Regions from separate parts of the Mus musculus genome. Here regions 1, 2, 3, 4, 6 and 7 are each linked to region 5. Evidence: chromatin contacts called from public Hi-C and HiChIP or PLAC-seq data. All regions are on one chromosome and are shown on one strand. Each heading gives the region's core, a stretch centred on a gene start, on an enhancer-like site or on the middle of the called end of the contact. The rest is flanking DNA. Distances are from core to core; before and after follow the strand shown.

The links. Hi-C and Micro-C count contacts between places; a contact is called where the count stands out from the background. HiChIP or PLAC-seq counts read pairs in DNA pulled down with a chosen protein or histone mark.
Region 1: an H3K4me3 HiChIP or PLAC-seq map of forebrain shows a contact between it and region 5, with 5 times the contacts expected there. The contact joins the promoter of Rbm26 here to the promoter of Pou4f1 in region 5. A contact is called at or near these places in 3 of 39 promoter capture datasets (the C10 cell line, hippocampal neurons and pre-B cells), 4 of 484 Hi-C or Micro-C datasets (the G1E-ER4 cell line and embryonic stem cells) and 13 of 115 datasets of contacts at active chromatin or transcription factors (astrocytes, bone marrow-derived macrophages, embryonic forebrain and 8 more).
Region 2: an H3K4me3 HiChIP or PLAC-seq map of neural tube shows a contact between it and region 5, with 4 times the contacts expected there. The contact joins the enhancer-like site here to the promoter of Pou4f1 in region 5. A contact is called at or near these places in 1 of 39 promoter capture datasets (hippocampal neurons), 3 of 484 Hi-C or Micro-C datasets (cerebral cortex, cortical neurons and embryonic stem cells), 7 of 115 datasets of contacts at active chromatin or transcription factors (astrocytes, embryonic hindbrain, embryonic limb bud and 4 more) and 1 of 9 other capture datasets (embryonic stem cells).
Region 3: an H3K4me3 HiChIP or PLAC-seq map of forebrain shows a contact between it and region 5, with 5 times the contacts expected there. The contact joins the promoter of Ndfip2 here to the promoter of Pou4f1 in region 5. A contact is called at or near these places in 6 of 39 promoter capture datasets (the C10 cell line, embryonic stem cells, frontonasal cranial neural crest and 3 more), 3 of 484 Hi-C or Micro-C datasets (the G1E-ER4 cell line and embryonic stem cells) and 8 of 115 datasets of contacts at active chromatin or transcription factors (astrocytes, embryonic forebrain, embryonic midbrain and 5 more).
Region 4: an H3K4me3 HiChIP or PLAC-seq map of neural tube shows a contact between it and region 5, with 5 times the contacts expected there. The contact joins the enhancer-like site here to the promoter of Pou4f1 in region 5. A contact is called at or near these places in 1 of 39 promoter capture datasets (hippocampal neurons), 1 of 484 Hi-C or Micro-C datasets (embryonic stem cells) and 6 of 115 datasets of contacts at active chromatin or transcription factors (embryonic hindbrain, embryonic midbrain, embryonic stem cells and 2 more).
Region 6: an H3K4me3 HiChIP or PLAC-seq map of embryonic stem cells shows a contact between it and region 5, with 15 read pairs. The contact joins the promoter of Ednrb here to the promoter of Pou4f1 in region 5. A contact is called at or near these places in 1 of 484 Hi-C or Micro-C datasets (embryonic stem cells), 5 of 115 datasets of contacts at active chromatin or transcription factors (astrocytes, bone marrow-derived macrophages, embryonic stem cells and 1 more) and 2 of 9 other capture datasets (adipose tissue and pancreatic islet).
Region 7: a contact with region 5 is called in a Hi-C map of cortical neurons, with 5 times the contacts expected there. The contact joins the enhancer-like site here to the promoter of Pou4f1 in region 5. A contact is called at or near these places in 3 of 484 Hi-C or Micro-C datasets (cerebral cortex and cortical neurons), 3 of 115 datasets of contacts at active chromatin or transcription factors (astrocytes, bone marrow-derived macrophages and forebrain) and 1 of 9 other capture datasets (embryonic stem cells).

The regions. Positions count from the first base shown.
Region 1 is chr14:105,175,550-105,179,269 of GRCm38.p6, reverse strand. It overlaps Rbm26 (RNA binding motif protein 26), which reads left to right and starts at 1,956. Exons shown (of 22, transcript NM_001368684.1): 1 at 1,956-2,488. The coding sequence starts at 2,418.
Region 2 is chr14:105,033,259-105,037,104 of GRCm38.p6, reverse strand. No RefSeq gene overlaps it. Among named protein-coding and RNA genes, the nearest start is that of Gm24280, 64 kb to the right of the region's middle. Within about 2 kb of position 2,199, at least 12 of the 459 cell types and tissues checked have an H3K27ac peak or open chromatin away from gene starts, as enhancers often do. A contact at or near this core is called in neural tube, where this site is marked.
Region 3 is chr14:105,256,664-105,260,320 of GRCm38.p6, reverse strand. Ndfip2 (Nedd4 family interacting protein 2) reads right to left here and starts at 1,698. Exons shown (of 8, transcript NM_029561.5): 1 at 1,319-1,698. The coding sequence starts at 1,648.
Region 4 is chr14:105,013,603-105,017,638 of GRCm38.p6, reverse strand. No RefSeq gene overlaps it. Among named protein-coding and RNA genes, the nearest start is that of Gm24280, 44 kb to the right of the region's middle. Within about 2 kb of position 1,413, at least 19 of the 459 cell types and tissues checked have an H3K27ac peak or open chromatin away from gene starts, as enhancers often do. A contact at or near this core is called in neural tube, where this site is marked.
Region 5 is chr14:104,465,639-104,469,277 of GRCm38.p6, reverse strand. It overlaps Pou4f1 (POU domain, class 4, transcription factor 1), which reads left to right and starts at 1,279. Exons shown (of 3, transcript NM_011143.4): 1 at 1,279-1,667; 2 at 2,407-3,593. The coding sequence starts at 1,545. The coding sequence ends at 3,549.
Region 6 is chr14:103,842,126-103,845,883 of GRCm38.p6, reverse strand. Ednrb (endothelin receptor type B) reads left to right here and starts at 1,408. Exons shown (of 8, transcript NM_001136061.2): 1 at 1,408-1,757; 2 at 2,347-2,890. The coding sequence starts at 2,408. All of the region lies in intron 1 of Gm35197 (a long non-coding RNA gene), which reads right to left.
Region 7 is chr14:103,550,844-103,554,492 of GRCm38.p6, reverse strand. The region is part of intron 8 of Scel (sciellin); the gene reads right to left. Among named protein-coding and RNA genes, the nearest start is that of Scel, 39 kb to the right of the region's middle. Within about 2 kb of position 1,967, at least 27 of the 459 cell types and tissues checked have an H3K27ac peak or open chromatin away from gene starts, as enhancers often do. A contact at or near this core is called in cortical neurons and forebrain, where this site is marked.

The sequences.
Region 1 (3,720 bases), core at 707-3,206, 710 kb before region 5:
GACTGAATAACAAAGGCTAAGGAAGAAAAGCTTGGGGGGGGGGGCGGGGCGGGGTGTGACTGACTGTTGATTGGCTGCTGACTGGTAACAAGCTCTGTGCAGTGGAAGGAGGGAGGGACCGCTATCACTCAGTGGTCTTAGTCTTTCAGAATACAGCTAGTCCTTACTACTTACAGATTCTATAGTCATGAGTTTTCTCACTCTTTAGACTCTCTGTAACCCCCAAACCCAATACTTGTGGCGGTTTTATAGTTCACTGTGGCCATACGCTGAGCGGCTAACAATTTAAGTCCAACGCTGCGTATGTTCTCAGCTGAAGTTGAACAAGGGGATATCTTCATTTTTTTTTTTTTTTCAGTTCTCACAATGGAAATAAGGACCCATTTGGTGGCCCATTTGGGGTTATGTTTTACTTTCTTCATTTATGAGATTGTTTTTTCTTGGTGATTTAAAATACCCCCGTTCTCCATACGCAACAGTGGAGTGCTTTCTATGGTTCCCACATATAAGAAGGCCATGATGTATTTTACAGAGAAAAGCACATGGACTATACGGGCTTTGTTTAAACATGTGCTACAGTGCCCGGGAACAGGAGTCAATATTGATTCATCGACAATATTGGGTATGGTGCCTTTAAACAGAAACACGCGATTCTCAATAGTATATTATTTATACATTCTATATGTAACCTAAAGTTTACCATTTTAATAATTGTATGTGTACAACTTCATGGCATTAGATGTATAGTCAAACTGTTCAGTCACCAACTGTTTCAGAACTCTTATCATTCCAAACTGAAACTCTGCATCACTGAGACGTAATTCTCAAGATCCCCCTTTGCCTCCTGGCAACCACCATTCTGCATTCGGTCACTCCTGGGACTCTAGCAACCTCTAGAAATGGAATTCTAAATATTTTGTCTTTTCATATCTGCGGTATTTCAGTTAGCTAAATCATCTTAATTAATATCTTAATTCTTCATTAGCTTAAATCTAATTAACGTCTCACTCATGGCATCATATTTTAGAGCAAACGTCTAGCTTTGTATTTTATAACCTTTTTAGTTAATGCTTAAAGGACACTCCACTCCAGCATATTGCAAATTCTGTCGCATCAAGACTTTCTTTATGGTTCACCGACCGTGTCTTTAGACTCGTGGACTACTTTTTCATTCCATTTGTCCATTCCACTATTTTTTCATTCCATTGTGGCCCATTGCCTACTAGTCTTTGGTAGTCTCCTAATAATATAATAGAACCAAACTTGCGGGACCACCTATGATGTATATAGGATGCTGGTTTGAATGCTCTTCTTTAGTACATTGTAATTTCTTGGAGAAAAGTTGAAACTTTTCTAAATGAACAGAATTTAAAATGTAACAAAACTGTTTTTTTTTTTTTTTTTTTTTTTTTTTTTCTCTTGTAGGTTGGAAATCAACAAGGTATCTTTGGTTTGGGGCATCCATAGGTCATTAGACCTTGGCCAAAAAGTCCTGTACTTTGGGATAAGAACACTAATCCTCTGGAGGTCTCGGTGGGTTAGATTAGACCAGTGTGTGTTTACCCATCGTGTGCACGGGGCAGCACACACAGAAGATGGTACTGGAGGATGCTGTGACACCGAGGGCAGGTCGCACAGTGCAGGACCCCTGCAAACACTGCTGGCCGTCTTCTTATGGAGAGCTCCCATCTTCTAGGTTCACTCGTGCTGACAAGCACAATCCTCTCAGAGGACAAGGCCTGGGAGCCCGCGGCCACTCCATCCTGGTGAAGTAAGACGGCGCTTGTGCTTATTCACCACGAAGGCCGATGGATAAAAGGGGACCGAGGCCTCAACCCTTGCGATTGGTCAATCCTCGATCCACTACTGGATTTGCCCAGCTCTCACCCGGCCGAACTTGCGTCTCTTCCCAGCATGCTCCGGGCCGCACCGCGAGACTCGCACTCATTCTCGCGAGATTTACCGGCAGCCATCTTCTTGGGGGTGCTGGAAGCCGGGAAGACCCCCGAACCGTTCCCATTGAGCCGCCCTTCGTTGTCGCTTTTCTTCACGTCTGCTCTGCCGCGTGGCCACCAACCAAGCACCTAATCCCAAAGCTGAGAGGAGAGCCCGGGTCGGAGCGCGTTCGGCTCCCCTTCGGGAAGATTCACTGGGGGAGCGGGGCAGGGGGGAGGGCCCGGCCGGCAAACGGTTGCTGCCTCAGCCCGGGCCAGGGTCCGCCGAGGGGAGAAGCTCCGGGGACCCGGTGGGCGCGTGGCCTGCGGCGGCCCCCGCCGAGGTGCTCGCCGACCCGCGGCTCGCGGGGACCTGCCACCGGCACCTCCCACCGCTGCCCACGCGGACGGCGCGCGGAGGAGGGGGCGGCGGCGGCGACCTGGGCGAGCGCAGGAGCGAGGCCGGCCTCGGGGCCGCGGTGGATGGTTTCTAAGATGATCATCGAAAACTTCGAGGCGCTCAAGTCCTGGCTCAGCAAGACCCTCGAGCCCATGTGAGTAACCCCCGGGGGAGCAGTGCTCGCTCGCAGGGATGGCGGTGGTGGACAGGCGGGCGCCCCGATCGGGGCAGTTTACTCAGTGGTGGAGGCCGAAGCGAAGAACCGGGAGGTGGGGAGTCCCCCCAAGGCTCTGCTTTCTCTGTTCGCCCACCTTCCCGTCCAGGCTCAACATAGCCAAAGCTGGAGCTGGGCTTGATTGTAATGGTCGAGCTGATCTTTGAACCGGTGTGCCCTGCTTTGCTTTCCCCTTTCCCGTTATAGGCAGACCGATGGCAAACTTCCCCGTACACCTGTGTGTGTCTTCCGAGGCCCTCCACATCGGCTTCTCGGCTCCTCCCGAGTGCTAGCTTCTCCTCCCGGTGGTAGATAGTTCCACAGTGCTTCTTAAGACGAAGTGCATGGCTTTTTCTTAGGGATCAGGGAAGTTCGAGTTTAAAAACCTAAGGTTTCGCTTACAGTCCCTTAAAGAAAGGCCACGTCTTCCATGTGGTGTGTGGCTCATACGCACCTCTCTTAACTGATTGAAGATGTAACAGGTGCTAAGCCCAGGAAGCCCCAGACCCCTTGCCACCTACATCCTATTACTTTGAAGAAGGGGGAAAAAAACCAACAAACCCAAATCTCTATCCGTATGGAATATTTGGCATTTAAGGAGAAATTGAGTAGTTTGTGCGACTGTTGAAATATTGAAAGATTTTAGGAATATTTTATGTATTTATTTAATGCAAAATACATCATAGGTTGTTTTCTGCATCGTTGATTTACAATAGCAACTTGAAATGCAGTGGCAGGTAATTCACTTATTTAATGCATGCGTTAAGTTTTTACCATATACTGTGGGGAGCTTTGGGACAGGACTTTAACATTCTCCTGGGTTGATAAGCTGCAATAAGATACACTTCAGCTATGCCCAGTTATGGCCATTATGATAGTAGAGGACCATGTAACCGTGGTTTGAATGGGGTCTGCTGCTTCAGGGTTGTTGGTCAGTGAAACTGTCTGAGCAAGGAATAGTTAATAAAACTTAAAAGAGGAGAAAAGGCCCCACTATTTCCGAGGAATGATGCATTTTCAGAATGAAGAATAGCTGAAAGGCCTAGTAGAGGACATACGTGATCAATGTGGTTTGTTCAAAAAAGAGTAAGAATAGGGAAGAGAGAGGAAAGACATGGAATCAGTAGACAGGGGCCAGCTTTAGGTCCAGGCTGGGAATTAAGATCTTATTA
Region 2 (3,846 bases), core at 950-3,449, 570 kb before region 5:
CCCCCCGAGCTCGTGTCTCTAGCTGCATATGAATCAGAAGATGGCCTAGTTGGCCATCACTGCAAAGAGAGGCCCATCGGTCATGCAATCTTTATATGCCCCAGTACAGGGGAACGCCAGGGCCAAGAAGTGGGAGTGGGTGGGTAGGGGAGTGGGGGGGGGAGGGTATGGGGGACTTTTGGGATAGCACTGGAAATGTAAATGAAGAAAATACCTAATAAAAAATTAAAAAAATTTGAAAACCTAAATAAATGTAAAGATATACCATATTCACACACAAAACTCAGCATTATTAGTCAATTTGCTCTTTGTGTTAGTTAAAGTTCTCTAGAGTCACTGAACTTACAGAACGGCTCTATGTATTAAGGGACTTTATCGTAGTGACTTATAGTCTGCAGTCCATCTAACCCAACAATGGACATCTGTAAATGGGAAGCCCAAGAATATATAGCAGTTGTTCAGTCCCACGGACCTCTGTGTTTCAGCTGGTCTTCTGTATAAGCTGGACTCTGGAAGAAATAGGCTCCAACAGATGTGCTGGCAAGTAAGTGCAAGCACGGAAGAAGGAAGCCTTGCTTCTTCTGTTGTCCTTAGATAGGCCTCCAGCAGAAGGTATGGCCCAGATTAAATGTGTGTACCACCATGCCTGGATCTAAACTGTCCTGTACTTGGAACTTGTTTCATTCCAGGCTGGCTTTGAACACAGAGATCTGCTTGCCTCTGTCTCCTGGGATTAAAGGTGTGCACCATCTTGTCTGACCCTAAGTTTTTCATTGCTAGTATGCCTCAAGATCTGGATCAAAAGCCTGTGTCTTCCAGCCTCAAGATCTGCATCACAGGTGTGCCCTCCATTTATGGACTGTAGTTCATTCCAGATATAGTCAAGTTGACAATGGGGAATAGCCACCACACTCCTTATTAACTTAGAAACGCAACATAATCTCGGTTGATTAACACAGTCCATTTTTTTTTTTTGTATAAATTTACACGGTGATTTTGAAGTTTATATGGGACTAGGAAGTGAGTGCCTAATGTAGATTAAAAAAAAAACTCGGAAAAAATCAAATAGATGATTTGTAATAACTAATTCAAGACATAGTAGAAATCTATAGCTATCAGCAGTGAAAAGCTGGTGTATAGATAAACAGATAGTGGAAGAGAATAGAAAACCCAGGACTCTGCCCCATATTTCATCAATTAGTATTGGCAAATGTGCCAAAGTCAGATAGTGTGGGGAAAGGATAATTTTATCTTTTTACTGATTGTGCTGGAACAATGAGATATTTTCATCCAATCAAATAAACCTTGGAGGTGTGGACATCTTAATGAACATTATCTAATGAAATATCATGATTTGAAAAGGATATTGAAACAAGTGATTAGCCATAATATCTCAATTTAAAAATGATGAAAGATGCATTTGCAGCCATGTGAGGGAAACCACAGAAATGATCATGCGCACAGAGGCCAGCACAGAGGCCAGCACAGAGCACGTGGTACACCAGCGCCCAATGTCTCTCCTGCAAAAACACGCAGAGAGTCCAGCACCCCTGCAATGTCCAGAGAGGAAAACAGGACAGTTACAGGACTTTTCATCTGTCTGCCTGGGCAAAACAATTTGCAAATGCTTTAAAATCTTTAAAAGTTCCAGATTCGGTTGCTTCCAAACATCTTGGCGAGTCAGTAAAGCAAATACTTTGTGCTGTTCTCTCAACCTCTTCTAGGTCAGAACAGAACTTACAGTCAGGAATTCTACAGAACCTTGCTATCGTGGAGAAAGATTTACTAATTAAGAAATTTCTTGCCCGTGTCCTTTATTATCACGGCTACTCAGTGCTCGGTTCTCTAGCTGTTAGTCTCCATAGCGAAACAACGGCAATCCCCACTGTGGATTTACTAAGTCCCTCTACCTTCCACACCAGCAGATGGCATTCTTATTCTTGTTTTTACTTTAATAGTCTGAGGTTCAGGATGAACGCAAAGCCCGTCTCGTTCCTTTAGTTCAAGATGATCAGCTTCTTATGTCCACAGAAGACTAGAGGCAAATGCAAAACTTGGTGAACTGAAATGTGCTTAAAAAAAAAAAAAGGCTGATTAAAAAACCTCCTGATTTTTTTTTTTATTTTGTCGTTTGCTATGCAGCCGAGTAGGACAAGCAAAGCCTCTGCAAAGTATCCACACCTCTCTAGAGTTGCACAGCGTCTGATAGGCTCGCTGCCACTTCTGGGTGTGGCTCAGGCTTTCCTGCTGGCTGTACTTTCCCTTCTCTGTTGAGGATGCCTTCTGGGTATGGAAAGACACCTCCTGACACCTCAGTGGGTCTGTACGCTGCCCACTTTGGAGCTTCCTGATTCAAGCTGCTTCTGGATCCATGACTCTGCTGCTGTGACCTTACAGTACTGTCAGGGTTTCCTGCGCTGAGGCTGAGGGCTGAAGGCTCACCTCAGCTACAGCAGAAGATCCTTTCACATCCTACCTGGGTTTGACTATGCTTCCCATAGGGCCTCACTCAGGCATGTTACAATGGACAGGGCAAGCTCCACATAACCTCCTGGCTTGGTACTCTTGGTGCCGTCCAGTTCCTCTCCTAAGAGTACTTGTAGACGCGGAGCTTCTGTCACGTGATTTATGAGCAGTTTAAATAATCTTAGGTCTGCCATTTTTGCTTGCTGCTTATATGTGCCACACTGTCTATTCTAATGGTTTATTATTATTATTATTATTATTATTATTATTATTATTATTATTATTATTATTATATTCTGGATGGGACATAAGGCAAAGCAGCCCCTTCCTAGGATTACACATGAGAAATGTGCTCTAAGGTCCCGTCTTTGCTTTAACTCTCCATCTATTGGGGGACATGACTGTATATGTTCAGGGGTCTCAGAGGCTGTGTTTGTCTGCCTTCACCTCTCCCTTGATATTTCCATCACTTAGAGATGCACCTAGAAAGGCCAGTTCTTGCAATTATGTCTTGTGAGAGCGTCTCTTGTTTTCTTCATCTGTCATACAGACTCCCTTTGCCCTAGATCAGAGTTCTTAACAGTGATATGTCCAAAATTCATTTTTACATTATAAATACTAACTTCATTACAAGGAGAGAAGAGACAGTGATTTTTCTTTAAAAAGATATATATTCTCTAAAAAAGAAGCTCTATAAATTCTATAGCTGTAGATACAGAGCATTGTAATATTGCGTTGTTTACTCAAATATCCTGACAGATATGCTTTTTCCAAAATTGTGACCCTTCTTGATAAAAATCTGAATACAGACATGACATACCCCTAATTGTGTTTTTAACTGCCACTCTAGAAGTTCACACATGGAACAAATCATGCTGCAGGTACATTTGTAAAAGAAAACTAAATATTAATGAACCCGTGGTCATCAATGTGGTTGTGTATAGAAATTCTGCGGAGACAGAACAAATCTTCCTTGTTCATTGTTAGACATGGAGAGCCCTGACCCTTGTCTAGTAAAAGCCAGTAATGCTATAGCCATTGTGTTAATACATGTACAGTCCTATTTCCAAAACCTCTTTCAAGGACCAGTAACATTCCCATTGAGACCCATGGCTTCAGGTCCTTTTCAGTAAAATGTGTTTGTTCCCCCTGTCAGATCACAGATTTAAGAGCACTCCACAAGATAAGCCTTTTACTACTATTGCAGAGTCTTAAAACTAGGCTAAGAAACTTTTTGGTACAAACAGCCCCATTTCTGTTAGGTCTAGCTTTGTTTGAAGATCACAGTACAACCCTTTGCTATCTTCTTTGTTCATTTTTATATAGAACTGCTTTTACATAGATATAAATCAACTCCTACTACATTACCCATTAGGAAAT
Region 3 (3,657 bases), core at 449-2,948, 790 kb before region 5:
AAAGCAAAAGAGACAATATAATAAATTAAAACTATTAACACTATTTTAAGTATCATCCATGGTTGAGCCCAATAAGGAAAAGCAACCCAAAGAAAGAATTCAAATCAAATTATATCACTTAGAGACACAAACAGAAGTGGGTAAGATTTGAGAAGTAAAACAAGTATCAATGATAAAATTACGTGGCTTTTTTTTTTTTTGCAAACACTTAGAAAGGGAACAATGTCTTTTAAAAAATATAAAGTTACCCAAAGCTGACAACTTGAAAAGCACCTTCAATAAACTGGCAAGATTTCTATTTCCTAAGCCATTCTGAAAATGTTGATAATTTTCAGAAAGTTCATAATCTAAATCACCTGGCCATGCTATAGCAAATAGACACAAATGACAGAGAATTCTTACCAAAGAAAAAATGAAAATTTAAGTCTCTACCACAATCCTTCAGATTTGTCAAAAGGCACAACACACATGCAGACAGACAGAAAAGATGACATATAGGACTAACTGTGCAATCTTATAAACCCGACACGCAATAGCAACAATATGCACAAATGCTTTTCTTCTCTCCCCCCGTAACTATGTTCCACTAAATTATCTAAAAGTTTATAAGTGAAAACGCAATAAAGTAAATATTGCTGACAATGCTATTCACAATATTTATCTCCAATGACATCACTAAAACACACAGGGTGTAAAATACAGAGATTCTGACAAAGAAAATACAGGGCGCATTTCACTCATTAAGCATAGCTGGTGGTTTACATACTTGAGTGATTTTAAAACTCTGTATTAAATGAAAACTATTTCATTTCAAACAAGGTTTGATTTTTTTTTCTAATAAAGCGCTGCACACACGAACACAGGCAAAGCAGGAACAGATTTAAAAAAAAAAGAAAAAAAAAACGATCACTGTAATACTAACACAATGGAAAAGGGCAAAATGACAAGGTTAACTAGAAGAGAGGCACCTTCCCCATCACAGCTCTTCTCTACCCCTCACGCCGGTTGTAGCCCTGCTGCACCCCACTCTATAACCTCACACAATTCAGGCCACCGGTCGGGTCGACTCCCTGACAGGTACCTGCACCCTGCCCCGCCGCAGGGGGACACCACTCACTGCTCACGGGTGTGTGAGTCAGGGAAGAAGGAGGGGAAAGAAAGCCAGCCGGGGTGAGTCGGGGAGCGTCGCCGGGGAGGGGGCTCGGCGGGGCGCTGGCCGTCGACTGCGGCCGGGGGCTGGCGGAGAGGTGGGCTGGGCGGGAAGGGGCCCGCCGGGACGCCCCGAGGCCAGCGTCCTCCCCGGGGCCCGCGCACTCACCACCTGGTAGCGACCAGTCCCCAGCTGGTGGTGATCCATCCTGCCCGCCTCGGGGTCCGGCTTCCGAGCGGGCGTGTCCCCTCGGCGCTCAGCTCCCTCGGCCTCCCGGGTCGACGTCGTCGCCGCCGCCGCCGCAGAGCCTCTTCCGCCGCCTCGGGTTCTGCCGCCGAGGTCGCCTGGCGGGGCCGCTTCACTTCCTGTCGCTCCCTCGGCTCCAGCGGAGAGCTCCGCGTCGCTCGCCGATCGGCGCCGGAGCTCCGGGGAGCCGCGCGCGCTACTGAGCATGCTCGGCGCGGACGCGCATGCTCTCTGGCTCCGCCGGCGTCCCATCCGCCGCCCGGCTCCGGAGGTGTCCCTAGGTGGGAGGAGATGGAAGAGTCAGGCAAGTCCCCGGGAGCCCTCTAGGTTGTCATCTAGTCGACAGTGGGCGGTGGCAACCGAAGCGGAAAAGAAAAAAAAAAAAAAAATCGTCCCACTTGATTGGATTTTCCTGTGAGGGCAGGTTTCACTGTGGGGCGAGAGGATGCATCGTCACTGCGGAGGGTGGAGGCGCTGCATTCCTAGAGCACCTGAGGACAGGTCGCCCTTTTATTAGTCCCCAGCCTAGAGCATCTCAAAGAGATCCATCTCAGGACAGGCCTAAAAAGGCGCTCATTCGAAATCATTAATGAGGTAATGAATTACCAAATACCAGGGACATATACATATACAAAGACCACATATACATATATAAAATCAGCTTTAAAGTCACAGTAAAATTTCGAGGAAGGAAAAAAAAAAGACAGTCTTGCTTCTGAGCACGCGTAGCCTTCCTCAGTAGAACAGCTCATTTGTGACAAATGTTAAACCCATTTGACAGCGTACCATTGTCAATCACTTAGAATCCATAATAGATTGCATTGGAGTTCATTTTGAACATTGTACGTTGTAGGAGTTCTGACAAATATACCCTAACTATTATATATCATACTGAACAGTTTCATTACTCTGAAAATCCTGAATAGGGCTTTACCCTCCTCTTTCTTTTGCCCCCTTGTTTCTAAGAGATTTACAAATTCTTCAAACATATTCTGATGACATACAGAGAAAGAGGCCTTTAGAAATAGGAAATGGGAAGGACAGAAGAAAATAATGAAGTGAGGTAGGATTTTTGTGTGTGTGCTAATAATACTCAGATATTCCTAAGATAATGGTAAAGAATCAGTTTTTGTGGCGCATCATAATACCCTGTGACACCTCTCTCTCCTCTCCTCTCCTCTCCTCCCTCCTTCTTTCTCCTTCTTTCTTCTTCCTTCTTCTTTTTCTTTCTTCTTCCTTCTTTTTCTTTCTCTTTTTCTCCTTTTTCTTCTCCTTTTTCTTTCTTTTCTTTTTCTTTTCTTCTTTTCCTTTTCTTCTTCTTCTCCTTTTCTTCTTCATCTTCGTCTTTGTCTTCTTCTTCCTCCTCCTCCTCCTCCTCCTCCTTCTTCTTCTTCTTTTCTCTCTCTCTCTCTCTCTCTCTCTCTCTCTCTCTCTCTCTCTCTCTCTCTCTCGGCACAGAGCATGTTTCTCTAACAATTAGAAGACTATGGCAGACCAGCAAAAGGTACCTTTTAACCCAAACATCTGCTTCTTGTACCCTGAGATCTGTGGCCCTACTCGATCTGGCCCAACTGTTCTTTTTAAGATAATCAAGCCCTTTCCCCATAACTGTTCTTACTATGGAGATCTCCTGGGGATCCGGGGAGGGAAACCTGGAGACCATCTCTCACTTTGCTTCATACATGTGCAGATGAGATTGCCGAAAGAAAGGAAGCCAGATGAGACTGGTACAACTGGCCAGATCCAACAAAGTTCAATAAACTTTGTATAGTTGTAGCTAGAAAAGTTAAGTCTTTCTGATATTTTTATTTTTCAGATGATTTATCAGATCTCTATTAGGATCATCTTAAAATATCTAATATTAGCATTGCCAGACCAGAAATAATAAAAAGCAATTGGTGTTGTCATACCTAATTTTCTTCATGTGTTCCAATGTAGTATATTTTAGATCCTAATTTAATCGATATTATTAGCACAAGTGCCAACTCCTTACAGTATCATCCTGAATAGAATTGCCTTTCATGAGCTAAACAACACCCAGTGTTAGCAAAGAAAAATTAGATCCCAATATAACTTGTTATTATAAAGGTAATTTAGAATTGAATTCCTGTGCCCTTTTATTTTCATTAGCTGTGTAGGTTCACTTGTCTCTAAATTTTATTACTTCTAAGAAAAAGAGGCCATTAAAAATCAGAGACCTGACTCAAAACAGACACCCCGAACCCTGGGTTATATCAGCTCTTCCATTCTACCCACACCCA
Region 4 (4,036 bases), core at 164-2,663, 550 kb before region 5:
TCCTTAGAAAGAGGTTTGTTACTCCCCTAACATTTGTTTCTGTATTGCACTGATGGTCGGTCAGGTGACTGTTGTCCCTCATACGGTTCGAATCTGGGTGAGATGGACGATCACTTCCCCTCTGCAATACATATAGCACTTTCCAGCACTGTGGATGCTAGTCAGTAGGGGTGAAGCTGGGTTGGGTACCAGCTCCATGTCTTCACGTTTGATGACAGTGAGTATATGGTGTTTTCAGCAGTAGTGTCTTGTCGTCAGGCCGTAGAGGGTAACCAATAGCCATGGAAATAGCCTGTGATGTTCAGAGAAGGTCTATGGGATCCTTTTGGACAATGACTCAAAAAGATGCAAACCATTCTTGCCACTGGGGTTTTTATTTGGCATGACAGTGTCTAGTTAAGGTATTGACTTGCAGAGATGTCCTGCCTGTTTCTGGAGTGCTGGGATTAAAGGTATATGCCATTTCTGCTTGGTTCCATTTGGCTTTTCAAAAGGCCTTTAGCATTTAGTTGTCTCTCACTATATTCCGTCCTTTATGATGCCCTCCCACGCCCCATCTCGTTTATTCCTCTTGTTGCAATTTTCTCCTTATCTCTTTATAAAGCTTTATTCTACTTCCTGGACTCCTTCTTAAGAGTCCACATTGAGGACCATTTGCATTACTGTGTATTGTTGACGTTTTGAAAAATAAGATATCAAACACCTTTTTTTTTCTTCTTCTTCTTTTTGCCATTGTTCTAGTATAGAGTTTTGTTTTCAGCTTGATGGGTCCATACAGCAGAACCCTGCCACCGGAGGTTTTTGAAATGAAGATGGGTTTATGTAGGCAGCTGTATTCTGTTACCCAGTATCTTGTGCCTTGCCTCCAGGAAGATATCTGTATTCCCCTAAGTGTTTGATTGCGGCTGTTGGTTTCTGACTCTTTGGAGCTGGCTGTCTCTATGCTGGTGGCTGCCAGCTGCGGCAAGCAGTGGGAGCATCTCCTCTCTGGGGCCTTCTGATGTCAGGGTCAGGGGGAGTTCAGACTTCAGGTCAGATGTCCTGACAGAACTTTGTTTGCTTTGCTCGTGTGGCTCCTATTTTCCAGATCAGAATCCCAGGAGTCACAGTAACAGACACAAAGCAGGAAAACAGTATTCCCCCGCCTCACAGTCAGTCTCTCACAGTGCACTTGGAGAGACCTATAGCCCATGGCGATTTCTTTCCAGTAATCCTAGAAGTCCCCAGGGAGTGCCTGTGCTCTCTAGCTTACTCATAATCAAACGTGCCCGGCATTTTCCTCTTCTCCGGATCCAACTTGCTGTGATAACGCTCCGGTTTCCTGGGAAACTGCAGGTGGCTACTACCCGGTCCATCGCTCAGGAGCAATGGCATCTCTGAGACTAATGCTCAGTGGGGGAGCCCTGAATAAGAAGACACATTCTGCTTCCCCATAAATGTTCCTGCTTACTGAGGCAGGCGCTCGGTAGAGGGCAGCTCTGTCGGCACAAATACTGGTGCAAATACAAAGACTGTCTGAGAGACATTGCTCTGAGCATGGATCCACACGCTCCTAACCGTCCTTTGGCGTCCACCACCCTCCCCTGACCTCTACTTCTCTTTCGTGGTAATTTTCCTGCCCATGCCCTCTGGTTCTTTTCCTAAGGAGCTTTCCAGGATTCTTCAGGCCTGAGTCCTTCCAGATATGCGGGTCAGACTGGAGATTTGAAGGTGGCCAGTTCTCTCTGCCCTTTCTGTTTTCTCAGAAGTTTCTCCCTACTCCTACCAATCTAAGTTACTCTCCCTGCTGTCTTTTGTCTCCTCCCCCGTCCTTTTCCCTTCTTTCAGCAAGTTTTAACTATCTGGGCCATTGTTTAAAACATAGGGCTGATATAACAGGGCTCTACAAATAATGTGGTCATATCTTTTTCTTGCAGAAACTTAAATTTAACCTTTTCACATTTCCTGAATTTGCCATATTTGTAAATTTCCTTCCCCATCTGAATTCTTGTGGCATTCCTATGTGTGCTGTGAACTTTTTTCTTATTTTATTATTAGCTTTTAGATATCTGGCAGTCTTGGGCTTCTTGGATGGTTTTGATACACCTTCAAGTTACGGAGACTCACCTGCCTTTGTGTGGATGGATGGTAACTCTTGAGTGTGTGCTTTCTGACTTGACTGCCCCCTAGAGGGTGTGCTGGATTTGAGAGATTTAATCAATGAATCTGACACCAAAATGTTGGGCACTTGGCTTTGCCGTGAACTGCCTCTCCTTGTCCTTTGTTATAACTGGGTCCTAAACATGTTTACCAAGTGTGATCTAACTCTGTAAGTTGGGGTGAGGATGGAGAAGAATTTAGTATGATAACAAGAAACAACTATCAGTGTCTGTAAAAAACATCTGTTGTTTAGGCAGCACTAAATGTCCCAAAGGAGTTTTACCTTATAACGTCCCTTGATACTCACAGCAGTCATAACCAATATATGGACCGTTTAGGAAAAGAAACGTTGGGAACGAGAATATATTCAAAAATAAGGACTCAGTTCTAGAGAAAAATTAGTGTACAGCCCTCACCTTTCTGAAGCATCCTCAACACAAGCACTTGTCAGACACGAAATTTCTTTTTGCAGCACTGGGAGTACAATCCAAGTCTGGAGACGATGGGGCAAGTGCTGTACCACTGAGCCACGCCCCCAGTCCGCGGTTATCCCAGCTGGCCTCCCACACTCTATCTGACTGTACCTCTCTTCTCCCACTTAAAACAGCATTTAAAGGCTTTAGATCGCGTGTCCTTACCTCACGTACACACAGAAGGGTACTGTGGTAGGAGAGCTTTATCTGACCCTTGCCTTGCTCTCTACGTTTTATGAGGTGTTGAAGCCACCTAAATGCTTGTTTGTATCTGCCAATGATCTGTAGGCCTTTTGTGGAGCGGCACTGCCATTTGTTCGTCCCCCTAGAGCCTGCCTCTGTGTCCAGAGTTTAAAGCCAGCGCATGAGACACGGAAGGCCTGAATGCGAGGGTGTTAACTGTTCACATACAGCAGCACGGGGGTTCTCACCTCGGGGTGAACTGTGGCAACAGAGGACTTTATGGCATGGGACAGAGGACAATTTGGAAGGCAGTGACTAACCATGAGGGACTAAAAGGTTCCTTGCTCTGACCATGAGGTTTTACAACTGGGAAGGTTTTATTTTCCTGTTAGGGGTATTTCTCAATGAACCTTTGTTTCAGGGGATGCCAGAGAAATGCTAACACCCATGACCTTTAATATCTGAAGCAGCCCGGCCTGGCCATTCTACATTTTATTGCTCTACCTCCCTTGCTTGTCTGAAAATTTTACCCATCACTTCCATTGCTTATACCATCACTTTCTTAGGACTAGTGAAGTTGCACAGATGAGTGCTTCCGAAAGAGAATATACCCTCTGGCAACTGTGGTCGCTAGAAGTCCCAAGTCAAGGCACGAGGAGGACCAGGATCTCTCTGGGAGCTCTAGGGAAAAAAAAAAACCCATTCTTGTTTCTCCCAGAGTTTCAGGCCACCTTTGTCTGGTACTTGTACACATGAGACAAAGTAGAGACTCATCGGGCCTGGCCTGAGTGTGTGGGTCAGAGTGGGAAGATGCCGAGGGAAACATTATATGTTAGTCATATGCGGAGGAAAAAATTCAAAGTGCCGGCTCTAGTTTGGTTATTGAATGTTCCCTGAGAGCGATATGTATTAAATAGAGGTCTGAGCACCAGCGCTTGGCAGTCCTGGGAGGTGTGGGGAACGTTAAGAGGTGGAGCCTGTGAGAAACACACAGATCCACTTATGGTGGTGTGGCTCCTTCTGTCTGTCTCTCTCTTTTGCTCTCTGGTTGCCCTGAGCTGAACAGGCCTTCTTCACAGGTTTCTTCACCATGCCTGATGCAGTAGGACCGTGTGGCCTCGCTGCTGGTGACCGTTTCTGTTTGGCGAGAACTGACCTGCCGGCGCACTGCTCCCTATCCGTCCCACTCTAAAATCGCCTTGAGGTTCTAAAAGGTTTTGAGGGTAGAAATGATGGCTTCT
Region 5 (3,639 bases), core at 30-2,529:
TCATAGGTCTTCATTTCACAGTTGTTGTTGTTACTATTATTGAAGGCTGGACTAGATAGCATACCAGTTCCTTCTATCTGATTTGAATTTACATTTTGAATTACAATCTATAGATTAGCTTCATTCTGTATCCCAGGTAAGAAAAATACTGTAAGCAGGCAGATATAAAAAGCAAGGGTCCAAAGCGATGTGAAAGAAAGTTCTCTTTTCAACATCTTATTCCCTTTTCTCTGAAGTGGATTTCTTTTCCTGGAGTTTCCAGGGGGGAAAAAAGTGTGTGTGTGTGTGTGTGTGTGTGTGTGTCTCACTGGAGAGGAAAAGATAAAGATCTCGGCTACACCCTGTTTACTATTTTTCCTTTTTGATGACTCAAAGCCTCAGATCACCTAGAGCTCCTTTGAAATGTGAGTTTGTACACGGTTAAAGGAGACAAACAATAAGAGAAATGCACAATTTCATTTCAACAGCTTTTCCCGAGTAGAAAGCACACACTCCTTACTGCTCCTAAGTGACTGTCACTGGTGGTGCCTGACACAGTTATATTCACAACAACAAAGTATGCAGAGAAATTAAATTACGTGGAAATCAATAGCGTCTGACTGCTTCAAACAACTGTCTGTCATGGCTATTATTCTCCGGGAGCCTATTTATAAACCATGAAAGAAACAGGTTCTTGCAGCATAAAGACAGCATCATCCACAGCGCATTTCTGTGTTGCTATTTTTCTCCATATACAGAGGAATGCACGGGCATAATTTAACATACAAATGCCTCTCTGTATACATTATATAACAGCTTGTTAGGCACCGGGTAGTGGAGGTGTGCCTAAATAATGCGCATATATTCTGGGAGGAAAACACACCCGAGAGGAGTGCTTGCATCCTGGCTTTCTTCCTCCAAAAGGTTCCTACCCTTCAACAATAACGGGCCCTTTTTGATCTTTGCAGACCGGCGGAGGCAAGGTGGGACCTGCAGCGCGCATGCCTGGCCAGCTACAGGTGCATCACCTGCCTTGTCCTTGCTGGTGGTCACTATAAGAGCGGCTCCCACGCGCCGCCGCCGGTCGCGGCTCGACGAGCGCGCGCGCGCCCGCCCGCCCGCTCGCTCGCCCAAGCACGGCGCCGCGGCCGCGGGGAGGGCGCGCGCCAGACAGACGGAGACAGCTGCTGTCTGTCAGCGCGGCGGGGCCCGCGAGCTCTCGCGAGAGCTGCCCGGGCCGGCCGCGAGAAGTGGGGCTCAGGTGTAAGAGGAGCGCAGCCCGTCGGCGCGCCGGGGCTAGAGCTCTCGGAGAAGCGGGATCGCGGGACCTGCGCGCGGGCCGGCGGGCGGGCGCTCTGCGCGGTCGGTCCGAGGCAGCGGGCTGCGCTCGCCGGCGCAGCAGCGGCAGCAGCAGCAGCAGCAGCCCCCGCGGCGAGCCTCCGAGCGGAGCCGCCGAGCAGTGCGAGCGAGCGCAGCCTCGGGACGGAGGCCGGGCGAGCCGGCGTGCGCACTTTGCCGCGGACTTTGCGAGTGTTTTGTGGATTTTTACATGCCAAGGCGCCAAGATGATGTCCATGAACAGCAAGCAGCCTCACTTTGCCATGCATCCCACCCTCCCTGAGCACAAGTACCCGTCGCTGCACTCCAGCTCCGAGGCCATCCGGCGGGCCTGCCTGCCCACGCCGCCGGTAAGCGCCCCACGCCCGCGGCCCCGGTCCCGGCCCGCGCGCTCGCCCCCTCCCCCGCTCCGCGCCGCTGCCTGGCGGCAGCTGCCCCGGGCGGCTCCGGGCCCCGCTCCCGCGGGCGGGACTGCTCTTAGAGGGATCCCGCTGCCAGGCACGCGTGGCCCGGGGCCGCTGGAGGCCCGGGTCCCATCCGCCTGTGCCTCTGTCCAGCGCCTGCCATCCGCGGGGAGCTCTCGGGCCGCGGCTGTCGACTTGGCTCCACTTTGTCGGTTAATTTTACGCCTGCACAAGGCGATCTCTGCTCGCTCGCTCGCTCGCTCGCTCGCTCGCTCGCTTTCTCGTTCGGGTGTGTGGCACGGGTCCTTAGCTTCGAGTGACATCTCCATTTCTTCTTTTTCTTCTTCTTTTCGCTCTTTTTTGTCGTCTCCCACTGTCTTCCCCGGAATGTGTTTCCGTGTGCGTCCCCTTCTACCCTTCCCTGGCCCTGTGCCTCTCCCCTTCTATTTCCCCCACCCCGGCATGTTCTCAAATCGTCCCCCGGTCCTCCGTTGACCCTGCTCTTCCCACCCCCCGTTGTTATTTTGGTCGCTTTGTGTTTTGCCTTTTGCCCGTGCTTTCCTGCTTGTGTGTTTGTTTTGTGGTTTCTTTGGTGTTTGTCCCCCCTTTTTTCTTTTTTTTTCTTTTTCTTTCTTCTTTTTTTTTTCTTTCCTTTTCTTTTTGGTTTGGTTTGTGTCGCCTGCAGCTGCAGAGCAACCTCTTCGCCAGCCTGGACGAGACGCTGCTGGCGCGGGCCGAGGCGCTGGCGGCCGTGGACATCGCGGTGTCCCAGGGCAAGAGCCACCCTTTCAAGCCGGACGCCACGTACCACACGATGAATAGCGTGCCCTGCACGTCCACGTCCACCGTGCCGCTGGCGCACCACCACCACCACCACCACCACCACCAGGCGCTCGAGCCCGGTGACCTGCTGGACCACATCTCGTCGCCGTCGCTCGCGCTCATGGCCGGCGCAGGGGGCGCAGGCGCGGCGGGAGGCGGCGGCGGCGCCCACGACGGCCCCGGGGGCGGAGGCGGACCGGGGGGCGGCGGTGGCCCGGGCGGCGGCGGCCCCGGGGGTGGCGGCGGCGGCGGCGGCCCGGGGGGCGGCGGCGGCGGCCCGGGCGGCGGGCTCTTGGGCGGCTCGGCGCATCCGCACCCGCACATGCACGGCCTGGGCCACCTGTCGCACCCCGCGGCGGCGGCGGCCATGAACATGCCGTCCGGGCTGCCGCATCCCGGGCTCGTGGCCGCGGCGGCGCACCACGGCGCGGCGGCGGCAGCGGCGGCGGCGGCGGCGGGGCAGGTGGCGGCGGCGTCGGCCGCGGCGGCGGTGGTGGGCGCGGCGGGCCTGGCGTCCATCTGCGACTCGGACACGGACCCGCGCGAGCTCGAGGCGTTCGCCGAGCGCTTCAAGCAGCGGCGCATCAAGCTGGGCGTGACGCAGGCCGACGTGGGCTCGGCGCTGGCCAACCTCAAGATCCCGGGCGTGGGCTCGCTCAGCCAGAGCACCATCTGCAGGTTCGAGTCGCTCACGCTCTCGCACAACAACATGATCGCGCTCAAGCCCATCCTGCAGGCGTGGCTGGAGGAGGCCGAGGGCGCGCAGCGTGAGAAAATGAACAAGCCGGAGCTCTTCAACGGCGGCGAGAAGAAGCGCAAGCGGACTTCCATCGCCGCGCCCGAGAAGCGCTCCCTCGAGGCCTATTTTGCCGTACAACCCCGGCCCTCGTCTGAGAAGATCGCCGCCATCGCCGAGAAACTGGACCTCAAAAAGAACGTGGTGCGGGTGTGGTTTTGCAACCAGAGACAGAAGCAGAAGCGGATGAAATTCTCTGCCACTTACTGAGGAGGGTGTGAGACGCCGGGTGGGGCACACTGGGGAGCTGAGGGGTGCGTTTCTGGGGCTCCCTCTGGCCCACTTCCCCTCATTTAGACT
Region 6 (3,758 bases), core at 159-2,658, 620 kb after region 5:
TCTTTAGACACACCAGAAGGTATCAGATCTCATTACAAATGGTTGTGAGCCACCATGTGGTTGCTGGGAATTGAACTCAAGACCTCTGGAAGATCAGCCAGTGTTCTTAACCTCTGAGCCATCTTGCCAGCCCCTCAAGCAGGGTCTTCTTTAGGATCTCCCCGCAAAGTAATTTCAGGTTGAGGCAAATTGACATGTAAAGCAGCTAGAACGATAGTCAAGTACAAAATTAGCGTTAGTAGTCTACAAGTGCTCTAAAAAACAGGGCAGAGGCACATCTCAGCAGGAATTAGCAGGGACATTCCCATTGCATGGAAGACACACTAATAGAGATGATGAGAAAGAGAGAGGTAGAGAAGAAAGCCTGAGTGAAAGTGACTTGTGTCAAAGGGACAGGTTCAAAACTGCCCTTGGAGCAGGCACATCCTTACTGAAGCACACAAAGAATTCCTTATTGCACAACACTGTATGTTGGCACGAAAGTCCACGTGAAGCAGTTCCATGCTGACCTTGTCTTCACTGAGGCAGGAGGATAAACATTGTCTTCAAAACAACCTGATTTGGAATTGGTGCTCATGCCCAGGCCATAGTTCCCATCCCTTAGACTTAACTACAGTCCACATTTAAAGTTCACCTTTTAACATACACGCGCACGTTCTGCTTCCAGCTTCATGGGAAACATTTGATAGGCGTTGCCCATCTAAGATGCAAATCCTAGTTGTACAATGAACTAGCTGGGAGACAAAGGGGGTCTAGAGGATGACCTCCTCTGCAGGCACAGCAGGATCTTGCTGATAGCAGAATAATGCACCTCACCCACCACTCTGCGCAACGGAAGATCCCTAGCATTCCCTTCTCTACCATAAAGACAGAAGCCAAGAATGACAGGGAGAGTTCATTTCCTTGCTCTGTCTGGTAAAATAAGCGTCAGGTTGAATTTGTAAATAGGCTTCCTGAGTATTTTCCTGTCTTCTGCCTCAGGTCCCTTTAGGCAACAGTAGAAAGACCCCTAGTAATGGCACCTCAGTACACAGGAAGAGGGATCTACAGGGCACAGAGAGAGATCTACAGGGCCTTTTGGTCCTTTGGGTGGGCAGTCCCTCTGCCGAAGAAGAAAGCGTCCCGCCCTGCATGCTGGCTTAAAACTTAAGGGCAAAACAAAACAAAACAAAACAAAATCAAAAAACAAGAACAAACGAAAGACAACTTCCCCAAACCAAGCAGATTTCGGGAATCACTACAGGACATTTGTGTGAACAGTCGGAGTATTCAAAGTCCAGGTTGATACAGAACCTTCTCTCCTAGGTTCCAGATCCCAGGTTGTCATGGGATATGTTAGTTTCTTCGTTGAGTAAGAAATAAACAGCTTTATGTGAGACACAACTCTGAACTAGGACTGCCCCTCCCAGCGGTCAGCTGGGGCTGATACTGTCCAGGCGTCGCCCAAGGGAAAAGGTTGTGGCAAGGTCGCTCAGAAAACGCGGGAGGAGTCTGGCGTTGATTGATGCTGGGAAGGGACCGAATGAATAAAAGTACTTGTCTGGGGACAGCAAAGACCCCGCTCAAGCTGCTGAGGATCCGCTGCCTGGCATTCTCTCGGTCTTTTGTCAGAGCCAGAGCTGCATTCAGTTGCGAGAGGCCTGTTTAGGAGCAGCTGGACGCCTGCTGAGAGCCGCAAGCTCCCTAGGGCAGTTGACAACCTGGGAAGGAGGTTCCCTGCTCGTGGCGCTGCTCCTGGTGCTTCCAATCCGCACGAGGTAACGAACCATCCTGGTTTAGCTTTGAATTAACATCTGTGGCTGAACCGTGCTTTGGGGCTTCCGCTTTGCTTAGTGGTTCGGGGGTTTTTTAATTAGTAAAACTTACACACGACAGCGATTTAAACCGAGATTGGGTTGTAAGGCGAGTGTTTGAAGTCACTGGGACAGCACAGAAGTTGGTGCTGATCTGTTATTCTCTCGGTTCTTGGCTGAGTGCATTGACGTATGCCCTTGGCCGCTAGGTGCCTTCACTCCGGGTCCCCAAGCTTAGCTAAAATTGGGCTTGCTTCTTCCCGGCACATACGAGTGTTCTTTCATTGGGACACGCACCCTCCCCAGTCTGGAACACCCCCTGCCCGAATGCTCCTCCCCACCGACTGGTCTACGGCAGGGCTGGGGATTAAAACTCTGCGAGCAGGGTCCGGGAGGAGACTGAATGCAGACCAGCGGGTGGCGTGCGCCCAAGTTCCCCACTGGCGCGCAAACTTAACTTACTGTTAAGGCGCGGGTAGAGGCAACCGGGCTAGTGTGTTTTCAGAGGCTTGGCTGGGGTAGCTGACTTAAGTGTCCTGTCTTCACTCCCCAGTTGGTCTCCAGACTGAAAACAGCAGAGCGGCTACCAGACTCTCACAGGAGCAAGCTGTAACATGCAATCGCCCGCAAGCCGGTGCGGACGCGCCTTGGTGGCGCTGCTGCTGGCCTGTGGCTTCTTGGGGGTATGGGGAGAGAAAAGAGGATTCCCACCTGCCCAAGCCACGCTGTCACTTCTCGGGACTAAAGAGGTAATGACGCCACCCACTAAGACCTCCTGGACCAGAGGTTCCAACTCCAGTCTGATGCGTTCCTCCGCACCTGCGGAGGTGACCAAAGGAGGGAGGGGGGCTGGAGTCCCGCCAAGATCCTTCCCTCCTCCGTGCCAACGAAATATTGAGATCAGCAAGACTTTTAAATACATCAACACGATTGTGTCGTGCCTCGTGTTCGTGCTAGGCATCATCGGGAACTCCACGCTGCTAAGAATCATCTACAAGAACAAGTGCATGCGCAATGGTCCCAATATCTTGATCGCCAGTCTGGCTCTGGGAGACCTACTGCACATCATCATAGACATACCCATTAACACCTACAAGGTAATGTACCTGATAACGAACGATCTGAGGATCTGGAAACCAAAGGTGGGGTTGTAAGCTGAGTGGTAAAGTGGCAATCTTTAAAGTATTGGTGGTGGTGGGGGGGGGGGGTTAGACACTTTCTCAAGGAGACTGCTCCTCTGCCAATAGTGACAATTGAATTTGAACGAGATTTTCCTGCGGGTTTTCTTAGCCTCTGACAAGTGTAGCTTTCCAGGTAGTGACATTGTTACTATTGGAGATCTGTTAGGAAAGAAGAATTCAGATTCCCTGACCCAGGGTCACTGAATCAGAAGCTCTGGTGAAGATGACAGCAGTGATACATTTTAAAAATCCTTTGTAACTATGACAACATTTAACAGTTGGGAATCACAAGCCTGGAAGTCAGTCTTTCTAGGCACAACCTCTTAAAAGTATGGTCCCCAAAGTGGGATCATGAATATCGTCTGGGAGTTTGTGAGGAGTGCAAATCTGCCCCAAACAGAGTTTGCATCTTGGGTGTACAGATGATTCATGGGTAAGGTAACTTTGGAAAACATGGTTTTCAGGACCCAGAAAGCCTGTCAGTAAGATTTTAGGAAACAATTGGCTTAGGCTAAAGGGGCCTAGAATGGTAAGTAAAAATGTATTTCCTTGATTCGAGTGGCCTTGGATACTCTTCATGGAATTAGTGTCCTGGTCCAAGTGTCAGGTTAGATGCATGACTTCCTTTATCCATTGTGGCAACCCACACATTGGCAGTTATTGCCATTTTACACGTATAATAAGATGTTCAAGGGCCCTCCATGAGTTCAAGGTAGAAAGCAGGCTCTAGTACCTCAGATTCCCAGATGTAAGCTTTGCGACATTATCTCTGATATTTCATGGT
Region 7 (3,649 bases), core at 718-3,217, 920 kb after region 5:
AATCATGAAACTAAAAGATATTTAGAAGAAACACTTTGTGACCCTGGGTTAGACACGATACCAAAGGCATAAATCATTAAATGAAAACTGAAAAATAATCAGATTTCAACATGTTTTTAAAAACTTTTGTTCTAACAAATACATGGTTAAAAGATTGAAACTGTCAGCAGCACACTCAAAAAGTTATAAATTTATATTTCTGATAAAAGACATATATTTTATAAAACTCAGAAATAAGCAAACACAACACCAACAAAAGGCAAAATATTGAAATGTGTGCTTCACAAGAAAAGATGTACATATGACAAAGAAAGATACAAAAGGCCACACTGCACAGCTGGTCCCTAGGAAAGCAGGCACCTAAGCAGTACTGAGATAAAGCGCGAATTAGCATAGTTAAAAGAAGGGCTTTTAAACTGAAAATACTAAACACCATTGAGGAAATGTAGCAAGCCAGGCTCTTAACCTTTGCCTGTGTGCATGCAAAAGCAACAGACGTTTTGACCCAAACCATGAGGTCTTTACAAAGTTAAGCGTGTGCTTATCATGTGACCTAGCACTCGTTGGCATTTGCATAAGAGAATCCTTTACTGATGTTCACACAAACCACAAGGACTGTTCGAAGCCCTGATGTGTTTTTTTTCCCCCTTCAGTGAGTACATAACTCAACTGTGGTGGTCTCTCTGATAGCACACCACTCGGCAATACAATGGAAAGAGCATGGAAGGATGGCTCATGAACTCTATACATTCAAATGACTACTCATCCGCGAATCTGTTGGGTGATTTTTTTTTTTAAACAGCTGAGAGATGAGAAGACAAGAAAGTGCACTGCCCCATTCCCCAAGTACAAAGACAGACTTAGGAAAAATGACAGTCTTTACAAGCTCCTGCTCCTCCCAAATGTCCTCAGAAGACACTTGATTGACACCCCCATCAGCCACAGGGCATCCACCCAGGGCTCCCCGCCTGGAGCTTTGTTCCTAAGTCCCCTTCCCATGCTTACTACACAAGGCAAAGCCCCCTGGTCCGACTGTGCTCCGCTCCTGCTGTATCAGGAGGAAAGAAATCTGAGTTAAGTAACTTGCTACAATTTGAATGCCCAAAGACAGCCACCTGTATTGTGCCAGAGCGTTTGTTTGTATTTTGAGAGAACTATGTAGCAATCTCTGATAAATTGAGACAATACTGCTAAATAGCAAACCTGTTTCTTTCTTGTCCAACCTGCCTGGCTTTTATGGTTGAGCCAGGATGATGTTTTGTTAAGTGACAAGCCCTAGGTATCCTGACTTTTTCCTTAACTCTACTTTGGACCTGAAACACCTCCGTTTCAGCAACCTCATTGGTCTTTGGCAGACAGAGGAACAACAGGGACCCAAGGGAGGGATGGGGCACAGAAATCCGCACTGGGCAAAGTATTGGTTTTACTTGTCTGCATGAGTTGCTTAAACCTGATGTGGGGAGTCCCTGAGGGGGTCCGAGTTGTCCCTAAACAACTGAAGAGAAAACAAGTCCTTGTTCAAGGTCAAGGCCTTTATTTGTTCTGCTAAGCTAGCTTTCTCATTCTAGTCAAAAGCCATTTCAATGAAAGGACAAACCTTGACCAAGGTTAATGTGTTAACTATCTGGGCTGTTTAAAATATGGAGTCTGGAGACACAGGCATGATTTTTTTTTAAGTTATCTATACTCTGGCATGTTACTAAGTGCAGGCAACATTAATATTTATAAGAGATTCTTGTTAGTGTATAGATTTTTTTTGTTGAGATGAAAATGAAATCCGTTGCTTTGTGTGAGTGTGAAGCACTTTGTAAAGGGTTTGGCACTGACAGGGTTAACAATGCTGCAGCATAATTAGAAAGGTTACATTTTACCATTTATAGTTGCAGACAGAAAAATATAACTACAGTGCAAGGTTGCTATGGCAACTTGCTTCTCAATCAGGGTTTTTTTTTCTCCCCTAATTCTACCAATCCGCTAACTGGAAGTCAAAACCCATAAAAGAAGAGGTTGTAACAGAATAAGGGTGAGGTGATATGGGGGTGCACAGGAAGTAGTTCTTTTCTCCTTTCGACAGGTATGTGTCCATGGTCTCATTTCTATCCCACGTTTATTTTCTTCCTTGTGTTTGAAAATGATTCCAGAAGAAAACATACTGGTTTTATTAGTACTGGAAATAGAGACAGTAGCTTCGTTGTTCTTCTCTCTGGCTAGCATTTATGAATATTTATACTGTCTCTTAAGCAAGCCCTGTAATATGGCTTAACAAATTGCTTGCTTTGCTTTCTAACACGGCTTCACTTGTGTGGCTCAGGCTGGCCTTGAACATGTGGGCCTCCTGCATCCTCCTCCCGTGTTTGGATTGAGCAACAGTCCCTGGCTAGCAAGGTTCATGCATGAATCTTAGATGAGATCTAACCACTAGATCTCAAAGTCCTCAAGATACATCGAAGCACTTGAATTCCTTAAGATGTATTGGTTGGCTCAGAAGGTAGCTCTGTGACCCCTCTCCATCAGTGACACATGGGTAGTCTATGTTTCCTGTAGGGCACCTGTCACCTGTTCTCTCATTGGCTCCAGTCTGGCAAATGCTAACACCCTTGCAAAGGAATTATATGACAGTAAAACGGGGTGGAGAAACTTAAAAAATAAACAAAACTATAAAGATATGATTAGTGATAGATGGCTTTTGAGTCTCCTGAAGTAGAGATTGGACCTGACACCAGTGTATCTCTGGAGTCTACCCAAGTGCTTTCATACACATAGACAGAGATCAACAGCTGTGCTGGAATGAGACAGACAGAAGGAAAGTAGGGTGGGAGGGAGATATCTAGTCAGTCCTCAAACTCTAAGCACATAGAACAAGGCTCAGTTAACTACAAAGTCACATGGCGGTAACAAGCTGAGGAAATGAATTGTTTTACACACAGTAGGGATCAGAATCAAGGATGGACATGTCTATTAATAAATAACTATGGATACATTTGCTCGATGCTGCAAAGGATTACAAGATGACTCCACGTATTTAATGAATAGGCTATAGCAGCTGTTTAAAGGTAAGGCACTGTTAGTTGCCCAGTAAGGATTATTAATTTTTCTGAATACAGAATTCAGAAAAAAAAAAAAACCCTTTGGGCAGCATTCCATACCCATCCCTTCTTATCTGATCGTCTCCACAGTAACTTCATTCTAAATATGTCACATTTGATGTCCATCCCTAAGTCAGGATCCCTCAGCCTCTTACCCCGCTCCTCCCTGATCCCAACCCACATCCAAGCATTTATTATTGTTTGAGCATCGCCTCCACAAACATGTCCTTCAAGTATCCCAGAACCAACCTGCTCAATGCTAAACATAGTAGCAGCGTCTTTGGTCCTACTGCGCATGCCCTGAGCAATCATTTGACACTGCGTGATTACATCATATTCAAATACAAATACAAAATACTTCTCTTCTTCCAAGATCTGTCCCCCAAGTCCACATTACAAGCTTCCCGCGCGTAACAGATCTCCCACAGGATATGGACGTTCTGTGTGTGACTCCTTGTATTGCCGGTACACTGGTTATTTATGCCTGAGGTTGCCACATTTAGCTATCATAAAGAACTCTGAGCTGCAGTGGCCCCTTGGAGTTCTGGGACAGGAATTTCCCA